2 separate regions of the Mus musculus genome follow, and region 1 is linked to region 2. Evidence: chromatin contacts called from public Hi-C data. All regions are on one chromosome and are shown on one strand. Each heading gives the region's core, a stretch centred on a gene start, on an enhancer-like site or on the middle of the called end of the contact. The rest is flanking DNA. Distances are from core to core; before and after follow the strand shown.

The links. A called contact is a pair of places that touch in the nucleus more often than the background predicts.
Region 1: a contact with region 2 is called in a Hi-C map of cerebellar granule neurons, with 2.8 times the contacts expected there. The contact joins the enhancer-like site here to the promoter of Efhc2 in region 2. A contact is called at or near these places in 9 of 39 promoter capture datasets (the 3T3-L1 cell line, 3T3-L1-derived adipocytes, cranial neural crest and 5 more) and 1 of 484 Hi-C or Micro-C datasets (cerebellar granule neurons).

The regions. Positions count from the first base shown.
Region 1 is chrX:18,255,824-18,263,053 of GRCm38.p6, reverse strand. It overlaps Kdm6a (lysine (K)-specific demethylase 6A), which reads right to left. Exons shown (of 29, transcript NM_001310444.1): 18 at 5,089-5,218; 19 at 1,426-1,531; 20 at 619-824. Among named protein-coding and RNA genes, the nearest start is that of Kdm6a, 97 kb to the right of the region's middle. Within about 2 kb of position 4,528, at least 4 of the 459 cell types and tissues checked have an H3K27ac peak or open chromatin away from gene starts, as enhancers often do. A contact at or near this core is called in cerebellar granule neurons, where this site is marked.
Region 2 is chrX:17,315,040-17,321,856 of GRCm38.p6, reverse strand. Efhc2 (EF-hand domain (C-terminal) containing 2) reads left to right here and starts at 1,916. Exons shown (of 16, transcript NM_028916.5): 1 at 1,916-1,983; 2 at 2,489-2,615. The coding sequence starts at 2,574. The region is part of intron 2 of Gm35105 (a long non-coding RNA gene); the gene reads right to left.

The sequences.
Region 1 (7,230 bases), core at 3,279-5,778, 940 kb before region 2:
TGATTAGTCTCAAAATTCATATTTTAAAATATAAATATATGTGTTGAAATTATATAATAATGTCTAATGTTTATTATATCTTGTTTCTACCTCTTCCTCAGCACTTTTTTTTTATATGACTGGAAGGAAGAACACTAATACTTCCTCAAAGGGTTGCCTACCTGGTAATATTAAACTGGCAGAAGAAAAGAAAATGCAAGCATATAAGAATAAGCATAAAGCAAACTCAAGACAGATATAGGCTCCAAATCAGTGATTCAAGAGGGGACAACTTTGTTTTCCAGGAAATATTTGCCAGGTCTAAAATGCTTTAGAGAAGACATGGATGCTGCTAAATAGCCCCACAACAAAGAATTTTTCAACCCAAAATGTCAATAGTACTGAAGAAACCTTGCTTTAATCATAAATACCTCAGATAACCTAGGAAACATTTTCCTAGATAGTAATTCCCTCTCTACAAATTATTTACTGAATCAACTCATAGGTTTGTTTAAAGCACTTACAAGGTATTTAATGTAATATAATCTGATATTTACAAAAGTAATGTCTTCTTTCAAAGCTACAAAATGAAATAATTTTTAAATGTCTAAAAATAATCTCTAGGAAGTAAATACTTACTCTCAATGATTCTTGGAATGAGGAGGCCTGGTACTGAGCATATTTAGCAATTGTAGTATGAGATCTATTACTTTCACAGTGCCAGATTTTCTTGGTTCCAGTAGGGTCCCAATTTTCATCTGCTGGTTGTAACAACTGTGTCCTCACTTCTACCATATGTTCATTGTTAGCTTCCACCAAAGTTTTAGTAGAGAAAAGTCCCAAGTCTTTATAAGTAAGCCATAAATAAAAAAAAAAAACAAGTCAGTAAAAACAAAACAAAAATGCACCCCACTTCTGCCTTTTCTTTCAAAGACGAAGCATTTTATGGCACTATATCCATTTCTCCTAAAAACCAACCAGGTCATTTATATACTTTGAAGGCTTACTTTGTCCTAATGCTCATGATATTCAAATAGAGAATGAGTCGAGTCCAATGGTTAAACTTTCACATACTTAATTTTTGTAGGTGCTAGCAAATACTAATGGGGCTATAGTACAGTACTTGATGAGTACTTACACTTTATATTCAAAATTCTCATAGCTGTTCAACATCAGTCATTAGATAAAAATAAAGGCTAAATAAAAAAACTAATCCTAAATTGCCAGCAACTAACACTATGACCATTATAGATTCAAATCATGGACTCAAAGTAAAAATAATCAAAATTCCCCATCCATATTAAAAAGAAAATAAGTGGATGTGTGAGTGGTGATTGGAGGAGGGGTGGGAGGGTGGGGGGGTGTACCAGACTTCTTTACTGGTGCTTTAAAAGGTTAAAAGACAGCATATATAGAAAACATTTTTCTTTTTACTTAAAAGCATACCTAATTTAAGAGCTCCAGCAAGGCCACGTATTACTGTAACAGGGTTGTTTGGGTTTGTACAAAATTGATGTAATGGAGGAAAGAAAGCATCACGTTTATTTTCCAACTGTAAAGTTAAAATATATGGTTATATCTTAGGAAAATACAGCTTTTTAACTTAAATATTATGCCTTATATTTATTTCCTATATAGCTACTTTATTTCATGCATTCATATTTTTCTATTTTCTAGTATTTTTACACTTTGATTTTAACTGTGACTAAGTAGCAACCAATACATTTTTGTGTACTATATGTTGAACAAATTAGGTAGCTGAAATTACATTTAAACTTCAAGACCAAAGTGAGGATTACTGAGTAGAAAGAACAGCTCAGTGGTAGAGTTTGCTTGGCCTCAATGGCCTCCACAGAGAGTAAGATCACCAAATATGGGCTGGGTTCTAAGTCCATGGTAGAATGTTTATCTGAACAGTCAGGGGGCTCTTAAGTTTTATTTCCAATACTACCCATATTGAAAAAAACCACAAAATTTTAAAAGTTAGAAAACGTGATATAGAAGCTGGAAATGGTGGCAGTCACTGTAATCACAGTACTCTGGAGGCAGAAGTGGGCCTCTCTGAATTTCAGGCTAGCTAGAGTGACAGAGTGAGTCCTCTTGACCAAAAATAAGATCATATTGGCCTGGAGCTATGGTTCAGTGGATATAAGCACTTACTGTTCTTGTAGAGGAAGGATCAGATTTTGATTCCTAGTCCTGTGGCTCACAACTACCCATAACTCCGGCTCCAGGGTCCACCTACTCTCACATGTATCTAATTCCATATTTGTAATTGAAAATAAGAAAAATAAATCTTAAAAAATTCTAAATGATAACATATGTTCTTGATGCAACATTATTCCTGTAGGTACGTAAATATCTACAGTATCAGGCAAGATTAGAAGATAGCTAAAGAATGGAGTATATAGCTCAATGGCAGAATACTTGACTAGCAAGCAAAAGACCCTAGGTTTTACCCCTAGCAGGGGAAAAATAAGCAACAAATGAAGAGTTAGTGAGGGAAAAGACAGCTTGATGGTAGAATATTTTCATTAATATGTGCAAAATGCAGAGTCTAATACCACCAAATTAACTGACTGGTTATCCTGTCAAATGCTGTAACATGGATGAACCTTGAGGACATGATAAATGAAATACGCTAGTCATAAGGAAATTTGATTCCATATATAAAGTAGTGAAATTCATGAAAACAGAATTATGACTTAAGCAGATGGGGAAAAGATATTCAATGGGTAGACACTCTGGCAAAGTATATAAGTTTTCATAATAAGTTGTATAACAAGAGTATGTTTAATACTTCTTAACTATATATTCACAAAGAGTTGAGATGGAGACTTTTGTCACATGCTTAAAAATTGAGTGAAGAAATCAAAATTTCTCAAAGACAAGATTCATTTTCATAGTTGTAAGACCATCCGAAGTATATTACCATAAGTTTATACATATCTAATTTTTTTCTTGGAATAAGTTAATAAAGTGGTATCAGGATTTATTTGTGAAAAACACAATTAAGAATTGCTTTTATTGCCGGGCGGTGGTGGCACACGCCTTTAATCCCAGTACTTGGGAGGCAGAGGCAGAGGCAGATGGATTTCTGAGTTCAAGGCCAGCCTGGTCTACAACGTGAGTTCCAGGACAGCCAGGGCTACACCGAGAAACCCTGTCTCGAACAAAACCAACCCCGAACCCCCAAACAAAACAAAACAAATAAAAAAAAAAAGAATTGCTTTTATTCAATTCTTCAGACCAGATGCCTAAATTTCTATGAGATAAAACTGATAGTTTTAAATATGCTAAAAAAAAAAACCTTATAAAGATATTTGTAACATGTATCCATCTACAATCATATTCTTTCTTTTATAGACATGCTAGCTTAAAAAATTATTTTATGTAAATGAGTGTTTTGCCTATATGCATGTATACCATGCATGTGCCTGGTACCCATGGAGGCCAGACAAGGGCAACTGGAGTTATGGATGGTCATGTGAGCACAGGTAACTGAATCTGGATCTTCTGCAAGAGCAACAAATGCTCTTAACTGCTTAGCCATCTCTCCAGCTCCAAAGACCACATTCTTAAAACATCCTTTTTTCTTTTCTGCCATTGAAGGTATTTCTTTTAGCATGTGTACAAAACAGAGTGAATATTAAGGCCCATAAAATTGATAGATTTAAAACTCAGTTTACTTAAAAACAAAAATGTTAAATAGTTCCAAGTAGCTTTTGTTTAATACTGCTCTGTGAGCTGTGCACAGACAACCTGGTTCCGGGTCGAGCACAGGCCTTGAATCCCGGTGACCGGTAGATAGTGACTTCCGCCGATGAGGGATGGCAGGTGTTCAGCCATGCCCCCTGAGCCCCTGGTGCCTGTTGCAGCTACAGCCTCCCACAGCCACAGGCCCCCAGCCCCCCAGAGGTGTGTATCCATCAGCCATGTAGGCAATGCCCCAGGCTTCTGGTATTCTGTCTAGACTACATTCCCACAGTTACTTGGCAACATCCAGGTATGCTCCTCCCCACAGTTACCTGGCAAATCCACGTAGGCCCAGCCCACAACAAAAGGGGCTATTTGCCCCCTCATCTCTTTCTTATTCTCTTGTTTCTCTTACTCTCTTGGTCCTGCCTCTCTCACTCTTGCCCTCTTGCTTTCCATCTCTTCCCCATCTAGCCATAGCCGGGCTCTACTTCCGTACTATCTCCCTCTCTCTGCCTTTCTACAATAAACACCTTAAAACCATGGCCTGTCTCTTCTCATCATTGCTGGAGCAATGGAGCAGGTGGTCTTCTGGAGAGCTGTGCGTCTAACCTCCTGCCACAGGCCTCCCTGCACTCCCAGACACAGCTCCCATCAATCCAAGGTGCCCGCCTAAGGACTCTTTATGTCCTTGTGGTAACCAGCCAGAGCATCCCTCCTGCCCCTTTCCCTTTGGCCCAGGGCCAGAGCCCGCATGCAGGCCCACAATCTGTTCTCAGCTCTTCTGCGGCATTCAGAGGCGTCTGCAGTGCCCAAGAGTAAGAACCTGCCAATCTCAGCCTCTGTGCAAGCCCAGACCCCTGAGCCAGCAGCTCCCAGCAGTTCTACTGGGACCTCAGAATGTGCCTTCCCCACCCCTGAAAGTGGGATCCTGCGGCTTCTCACAGCTTACCACCCACCTACCTGGTAGAGGCCTTGGCGTGGGGTCCTGTGTCTGCCTCCATGAGTGGCTCTGGCCCTGTGGAGGGCCGGATGCCAGACATGGGACCCCATTCTGACCTACAATGCTAAAAATTAAGGCAGTGAAAATATTTTCACCTATTCTAATATACCTTATACAGAGGAACTATGGGAATAGTAGCAATGTTATAAAACACATGCCCAGAATGTGCAAAGTACTAGGTTCAGTCTCCAGCACAACAAAAACAAGACAAAACAACAATAAATTTGTAATATAACCAACAATTAAAAAGGTACTTGCAAAATATCACAAAATATCTTTGAATATATCTTTTTGTTGCCAAATTGTCACATTGCTGCCAGTATCTGTAATATATTGTCCTAAAAGATTTTTACAAAAGACATATAGAAGAAAACACTAACTTGGATGATTTCTAGCTAATTCAGACTCACATAAATACTAGGTGTAGGTGGATTCAACTTGTCCTTTGGCAAGGGAGGGTATGGTGAGGATGGTGGTCTTGGAGGCGGACATTTATCCAACAGAATGCTACTATTAGACAGGCCGTTTTTACCTAGATTCCTTTAAAAATAACAGGAAAGAAAAGAAAAATCAGTATTATATTTACATAGAAGGCAGAAAACAATTCTGAATTAAGTTATAATAGACAGTTTCATAACTCCGTGAATTTTGAATCTAGCAGAACAACAAAATTCTTCCTGCAAATACTTATTTTGATTCCTGGATCTTCCACTGAAGAAAACTAAAAGCACAATATGTTGAACATAAAAAAAAATTCCCTATTTTGTTTATGATTTCTTTATCTGAAGAACAAGTATGAATTCTAATTTCCTTTCAATTATCAGAATCTTTTCCATTCAAGGTTGGTACATTAGCTCAACCAAGAAAAATTGCAAATAGTCATATTAGCAGTTTTTTACTGTGTCTTAAAAATCTGCTTGCAAAAATCAAGTCCGAAACAGACAGAAATTTCTCTGAAATAACTGACACATATAATCATCTATTTAAGAGACTATAAACATTTACTTATCAATCTTAATGCTGCAGACAGATGCAGGGTACATATGCTATTTTCTGAACAGTTTTAGAATACCACAGGCCAGATAATAAAACTTTATCAAAATAGCCCAAAGTAGAGAGAAAAGGAAGAAAAGTTATGGAATAAGATGGTTACAGAGAGAATTTAGAAACTATGTCATCTTAAATCGTTCTTTTTCCCATTCTGAAGTAACCATATTTAGTACAGAAATGAAAAGAAAGTGTTCTGAGTAAAAGGACCTTTAAAAAAAAAATCTTTTGTTAAAAAGCCCCTAAACTGTACCTGGGTTACTTTCACCTGAGTTCTGGCATAAGCTAGTATCAACCAAACACCCCACTACTTGTAATCTCAAGACCCTTTTGCTCTAAGCTTCAGAAGATTTGTCTCCAACTTACACAAGTGATTTCCTGCCTCTTCATTAAGATAATGCCTAGATTGGTTTAAACAGCCCAAGTCCACTCCAGAGACTGATAAAAGTTTTGGTGCGTTTAGCTATTTAAGTGTCTATAATGAAGCAAAATGACCTTTGTAAGTTTAACATAAAACTATGAGGATGTACTCAAGTGAATGTCCAAATGTCCTCAAAAATGAGATGGAAGAGTATCTTTCATAAGACATTAAGAAATATAGTAACTAGCCACTCCATAGCACAAAATTTTATTAACAACAACAACAAAAAAAGCCTTTCCACATTGCTTATAACTTTTGGGACATAATATAGCTCTAGAATCTACCTCCAGTAAGCAATTTTTATGACATCTCGGTTTCTCATTTTGTTTTTAAAGCAAATGTCTTGAGTCTACAAAGACTGGATGAGGTATTGAGCCCCTGCTTTAACTGAATAGAAGCAAAACTAGGAAAGGAGAGTAAAGACCAGATTAGCCAAGGCAGAGGCAGGCAGATAGAAGACAAGAATAGTGGAATGTATCAAGGTAACTGCATCTCAGTCCGCTATGGCTGTTAACCTAGACACTTAAAGGGGTTCAATGTTGAAATGAATGATAGTAACTTAAAGACAAAAAGAGGTTAATGTCCCCTAAATTAAAATTTTCTAAAGAAACAAATTTTAGAAATTAAGTGATCTTACAGTATGTTTTAAAAAATTTAATTTAGATATATATTAAATGCCAACATGAAAAAAAAATCACATTAATTTAAGACTGGGTAGATGTGGTGATGCACACCTTTAATCCCAGCACTAAGGAGGCAGAGGTAAGAGGCAGGGCAGCTTGGTCTGCATAGTGAACTCAAGGCTACAGAGAGCCTGCTTATGCCTCACCCCATCCAAAAAAATAGTTAAGATTAATGGCAGCTGTTGCCATGTTACAGGCCATTGAGGAAAATGATCCCAGCAAGGTTGGATCAACAAAGAAAATAATAAAAAACAGACATAATTTCTGGTTAAACTTTAGTATATTAAAGTTTCAGTACTACAATTAAAGTGATATTAAGATTAATTTTAATTTATTTTAAATGAATTCTTCTCCCTATGCCAGTCCTATCCCATGCTCCAAATAAGTAGCAAACTCTATAA
Region 2 (6,817 bases), core at 667-3,166:
TGATTTCTAGGCAAACATTCTACACTGAACCATATCCTACACTGAACCACATCCATAGCCTGTTTTGTTTGTTTGTTTTTGTTAACATTATTTTTGTTTTGAGATAAGGTCTCTCTATATAGCCTAGGCTGGCCTTAAACTCACTAGAACTAGTGATCCCCTTGCCTCAGCCTCCCAAATATCACCGTTCTGTTGCTATAACTCTCATAGGGTCTTAGTTAGGGTTTCCATCACTGCGAAGAGACACCATGACAAAGGCAAGTCTTACAAAGGACAACATTTAATTTGGGCTGGTTTACAAGTTCAGACATTCAGTCCATTATCATCAAGGCAGATGCATGGCAGCATCCAGGCAGTCATAGTGCAGGAGAAGGAACTGAGAGTTTGACATCTTCATCTGAAGGCCTCTAGCAGAAGATTGATTTCCAGGCAGCTAGGATGAAAGTCTCTCAAAGCCCAGCCCCATGGTGATATACCTACTCCAACAAGGCCAAACCCATTCCAATAAGGCCACACCTCCTAATAGTACCATTCCCTGGGCTAAGCATATTCAAACCATCACGCCTAATATGTTTAAATTAGTTCACTTTAGAAAGTAACAAAGAAAAGGATTTTCAAACTCATTTAGGAGAACCTGGGCTTGGTGACATACATCTATAATCCCAACACTGTGGAGGTAGGGGCAGGAGGAGTAACAGTTTCCTAGTTTGAGCTCAACTTGAGCTGTGTGGTGAGACTGTCTCAAAACAGCCCCAAAGCAAACAAAAGAAGAGGTTTATGTCACTCACTGTATTAGTGTTAATAATTAGTGAAATAAATGAAAACAGTAATTGTCAACAATAGATGACAGCAGATTTGTGTTCTAATCACAGCATGCACATTAGATGGATGAACTGTTATTCACATGTGTCATCATGTAAAGATCTCAAAAATAAAAACCATAGGTTAAAAGAGGAGGCAGGAGGGGCTTGAGTTATTCTGATTTGAGGGCATGCCTGTAACAGAAGGAGTCTGTGGGAGGCAAATCAAAATATACACTCTATAAACACAGAAAATAAAGTTGAAGATTGTTGAAGAACAGTCTCTGTCTTTAAAGAATTTTCAGGCATTTAACAGAAATCCAAGTAAATATATGATTACCATGTAGGAGGAGGAAGGCACAAGTAGTGTGTATTATGTTTAATGAAGATGGAGGAGGGGTACAGGCAAAGCTGAGGGAACATTCATTTCCCAGCAATGGCAAAACTTTCTGTACCTCCTTTTCACACTAAACCAAATCCTGGAACAAGAAAGATGAAGCCTTGATGAAGCATGGGAAGACAGGTGTGTTTCTAGAACACAGAGTGATTTGCAAATTCCTAGAAGATCCTGGTGGAAACAGCTAGGGGTTTCTTGAAGCTGGAAAAGAGGAGAGGAGGGTCAAAGCAGTACACTACAGATGAAAAGTGGCTCTAGGCCTGGCTAAGGAGTTTGATGGCCTGCAGGGGAAGGGAAGGCAGCCTTTCTTAAAGCAGAGAGTAACAATTGCAGTTTGAATTTGACAAAGGGAGGCTCTATAAGCATGATCAGTTGCCCTTACCTCCACTTCCAAGGAATAGAGTAAAGCAAGCTGTAATTAGACGTAGGGGTCTCAACAGAAATAGCAGAGGGAGTGATAAATACACTAAGGTGCCCAGCCAGCAGGGCTGTGGGGCAGTTAACTGTAGGTTTTCATTCTAGGCATCTGGGTGCCTGGTGGAGCAGTCTTGATATTTTTGGTTTTGTTTTTTGACATATTTCACAGTAACGCCTAGTTTGGCTTGGAACGCAGGCCTCCTGGGTGCCAGGATTTTAGGCACGAGACATCGTGTTTTATGCTGCTTGACCCTGCTCCTGGCCACTGCTGATTGGACTTTAGATTTTCCACACTTAGGTCATACAAGAAAGGATCAGAGGAAGAACTGAAGGCCATGCTTACCTTTGGAATGAGTTTCCCAGTAGGGGGTGAGTGGTTTTAGATTCATCTCAAACGCTTTAATTAAAAAATAGAGGCTGGTGTAAATGCAACACAGCTCTGTAAGCTCATAAGGGTCAGATTTCTGTACGTTTCTGGGCATTTTAACTACATTTGATAACAAAATAGCAAAACAATGCTATGTCAAGATTTCGTGAGCTGAAGGTCACAGGAGGATATGAGCTCTAGAAAAAAAAAAAAAAAAGAGTGAAAGCAGAAAATAGCATAAATGAAAACCGAGCACTCACTGTGAGCGCAGAAGACCAGTGGGGTCAGAAACAGGCAGCTTCCGCAGGTGGGCGGTCAGGGAAAGAAGATTAGCAGGGTGGCGGAGGGGGAGGGAGGGGCCCTGCGGACTCGACCCCGCCCCGTCGTCCCCACCTCCACTCTGTCTCGCCTCACCCCCTCCCAGACCATGGTTCCGCCCTAAGACCCCTACCCTACCCCGCCTATCTTAGCCCCTCCTCCCTCCATGACGCTATCTCCGGTCTCCAGGTAACGCAGGGGTCAAACAAGCAGCGGTTGAGGGCATTCATCTCTCTTTGGTTGGACCCTGCATCCTCATCGGACGTTGACAGCCATGGCTCTACCGTTTCTGCCTGGCAACAGCTTTAACCGCAATGTAAGTAGGCAGGAAGCCTGAGATCCTGGCCAGATCCTGGGGTTTAGAACAGGATCTGGGAGTGTTCATCTTACTAGATCCTACCTGTGAGCTAGCTCCTGCCTTTTACTCCTGTGTGCTGAGTACACCTCAAACTTCTTGTTCCCTCTTCCTTTTTTCTCAAAGTGCATCTGAATGCTTTTCCTACATGACATCGAAGTACAGGTAGCAGGGGCATCCAAAGTAGTTGGTGACAGTGATGATAAAAAGAATCACTGAGTGTTTTAATGTGTGTGGGGTGCTATGCTTTAATTGCCTTGGATATTCTCAACAGCTGTTTGAATTAGATCTTTTTGTTCCCATTTACAGCTGAGGAAACTGAGGTCTTCGTGGTGATAGTAGTTTTCTTTCAGGCAGCTGGTCTTTATAACCCACGAGTCTAATTATTATCTTTAGTACACTGTGTGCAAAAACAAATGTTGGTACTAAATAGAAGAAACACAGAAGGAAGCATGGCAGATAGGGAAGCCTTCTATTAGCCTATAAAGTTTAGTGCCACACTAGGAAGACAGGCCCTTAAACCTGGAGGACAAGATGAAAGCACAAAATCAAAACATTACAATCCCCTAGAACATCAAAGAACTCAGTATTACGTAGCCACATACCTAACAGGAGGAAAACCAGTCAGGCTTTTGTTTGATAGGGGTTACTGCCTTTTGCTTGGGTTTGCTAATGTCTTTAGGAGAAGGTAATATACACTGATGAGAAAGATTCACATGGAGCCACTCAAGATGTTTGTAAACCTCAGCTCAAAGTTTGCAAAACACTTAGTATACTGAATTGACAGATTTTGAAGTGTCTGTATCTGAGTTGCTGCCCCTAAAGAGCCAGTATTGTTGTAGATGTTCTGTTTAAGGTTGAGTTTTAACCCCTCACATTAGCTAGTCCGTTCAACTTTGAACAATTGCTTGTGCATTTTGTTTCTTGACTAAGTTAGAGGCTGGCCTCTGAAGCGAAGCGATGCTCTTTGGGAAAATTAAGTCAGCAGAATAAGAAAGGCTCCAAGAAGGAGGGCATGAAAAAACATTCCAGAAATAAAGAAGCATGCTGTGCAAAAGTAATTTTAATAAAATATGTAAGCAGAGCCTACAGCTTTTGGCTCATCTATGCTTCTGATTACTGATGCCCACTGCCTGCAGAAGTATCTCAGCTCTCACATGAAGTGATTAAGGGTGGGAAGGGAAAAAGAGTGTTTGGATGAGATATTTTAAAATCAGCAACATAGTACTAAGTGTACTTTGCTTTTTATAAAACTTTTTTATTGGGAAGAATAACACATGTACAGAAAAAATGTGCAGTGGATGATCACAAAATGAACATCAAGAAATAGAATACTACCACTACTCTAAAAGCAGCCCCCTTGACTATGCATGCCATTTGTAGCAGTTAAAAATAAACGTTCTGAATATTACCTGAACCTATTATTATAAAATATTACTTGTTGTTTCAGATTCAACTTTAACTGAGTAGCTTGCATTTTATGTGGAACTCTATGACCCTGTCCATGCCCCTTTAACCTGTACATCATTCTCCAACTGGAACCACTATTTTAACTTTTGTTGCTATTGTTAGATTGGGCTTCTTTGGAACTTTTTATATGCGGAAATATCCTGTGCTTTTTGTTCTGTGACTTCTTTGGTTCAGCATTATATTTGTGAGATTTGTCCATGTGGATAATGTTTCATTGTATGAATATGTCATGTATATAGATCCCTATATTTAGTTTATTCTTGATAGCTTCTTTGGGGGGTGTTTACAAATACTCTTGCTATGGTTCTCTTGTTCATTTCTTTCACTGTGATTGCTCAATTGTATGACACTGATACAGAAAGCGTTAGTGAGCCCTGCAAAGTCATTATTCTCATTGCCACCAGCACTTTTTTAATTATGTGTTTTTGTTTCTAAATGCCTATATTGTTTAGTCTTTTCAATTTTACATATTTTGTTCAGTGGCTGAACTACAATCCTTTGCAGTCTCAAAGATTTATTTTAATTTTTAAAACTTATTTGTATGTGTGTTTGCTGCATGTGTTCATGTACCTGTAGAAGGCAGAAGAGAGCATCAGACACTCTGGAGCTGGAGTTACAAGGGAGTTGTGAGTTGTTGAGGGTTCTGGCAACCAAACTCCAGTCCTCTGGAGAGCAGCAATCATTCTTAACCACTGAGCCATCTCTCCAGTCCACCCAGCCCCACTTTTGTGTTTTTAATATGCATTTCCCTGACTTTCTAGTAATCTTGAACATTCATTTTTACCTACCTTTAATCCCTGCGCTCAGGCAGAGAGACAGAGAGGCAAAGGGGCAGAGGGGCAGAGGGGCAGAGGAGGCAAAGAGGCAGAGGCAGAAGCAGAGGCAGAGGCAGGTGGATCTCTGTGAGTTTGAAGCCAGTCTGGCTTCATAATGAATTTGAGGACAGCCAGGGCTACAGAGAGACCTTTCTTGGGCACACTTGACTTTCACACAAATGTACAAACTGGCCATATGGTTTATGTATGTTTTACTTGATAAGAAACTAATACCCTACCATGAGACAGGGTCTCATATATCCCAGTCTGGCCTCAGTTGGAATTCATATTTAGTCTTGAACTCATGATCCTCCTGCCTCCATTCTCTTAGTACTTCGAGAAGCCTGTGTTTGGTGGCCTGTTTTGCATTGGCAGCAGCAATAAATCTGTGTTATGCAAAGCATTTGGTGTTGTCAATATTTTGGATTTTAACCATTCTAATAGACATGTAGTATATCTCATTTTAATCTTAATTTCCCTAACGGCTGGGATGTTGATAGACTGTTAACCATTTGTATTCTCCTTTGAAAAATGTCCATTAGTGTCTCTTACTTGTTTTAATTTGATTGTTACCTTATTTTTGAGATGTTGTTGTTGTTGTTGTTGTTATTTTGTTGTTGTTGTTTTTTTTAATGAACAACCATTGTTGCTATGTGGGCTGCTAATATTTTCTCCCAGTTTGTAGCTTGAATTTATTGCTCTTAAAACAAAGTTAAGAAATACACATATATTTTAAAGAAAAGGATTCAAGATGCATTCAAACTGATATTTCCAATGAAAGTAAAGCATCCTAGAATTTTTTAAAACTTCCTTGATTTTATATTGAGTTTACTTCCATGGTCAACAATTACTTGCTATGTCTCACCATAAGTACATATCCATAGAATTTCTGAACAATAACAATGACATTATTAAAATGATTTCTTTCTTTATTTTTATTTTATGTGCTTTGGTGTTTTGCCTGCCTGTATGTTATGTGAGCATGTAAGATTCCCTGGAACTGGAGGTATAAGTAGGTGTGAGATGCCGTGGGGGTGTTGGGAACTGAACTGCATCCTCTGGAAGAGCAGCTAGTGCTCTTAACTGCAAAGCCATCTTTCCAGCCCCAACAATGACATTATTGATTATTAACTATTTAAATTTTAAAAGAGTTCTTTGTAGCTATCTCTATTATAAAGATATCCTTCATTAGAAATGTATTTCCAAATTACTACGGCAAATGTTGAAGCATGCATTATTTGGCAATGTTATGGCTTATACCCAGTATATAGCTTCTACAAAGAAAATGCTCTCAGTCACTCATTTTCAATTTTACTTATATAATTGATGTGAGTAGAGTTTCATCACCTGCTCCATACCCAATTAGCTTCATTATTTTTATTGTGCTTTTGATTCTTATTTTTGTTGTTGTTGTTTCATTACATTTTATGGCTTTAAAGTCAAATTTACAAAATGAAACAGGACTAGCTTTTAGCCATGACCTTACAGCTCTGCTCCTCCCTTCTCTCTAGAAATAACTCTAAAAGTGATTTCTGTCTCTTTTCCCACCTCTTATCTCTGTTCCTCATTTCTCTCTTTTCTTCTTTTGGGTCTGTCTCCCTCCAGTCTGTTTTTGAAACAACTTCTTAAAAGTACTTGCCATCTTTCTCTTTGTTAAATAGATAGTAACCTACTTTTCTTATTCTCTTTAATCTTTTTAATTTCATTTTAATGGAATATCTTGAAAGTCACTTAATAGGATATAGAGCTAGGCCTCATTGCTCTTCACAGTGATAGAGTTGCCCTATTGTGTGGACTTAACAATAGTTTATTTAGTCTATCCACTTACTGTTTCCAATCTTTTGCTATAAATAATGCTATAGTACATTAACAAAGTTA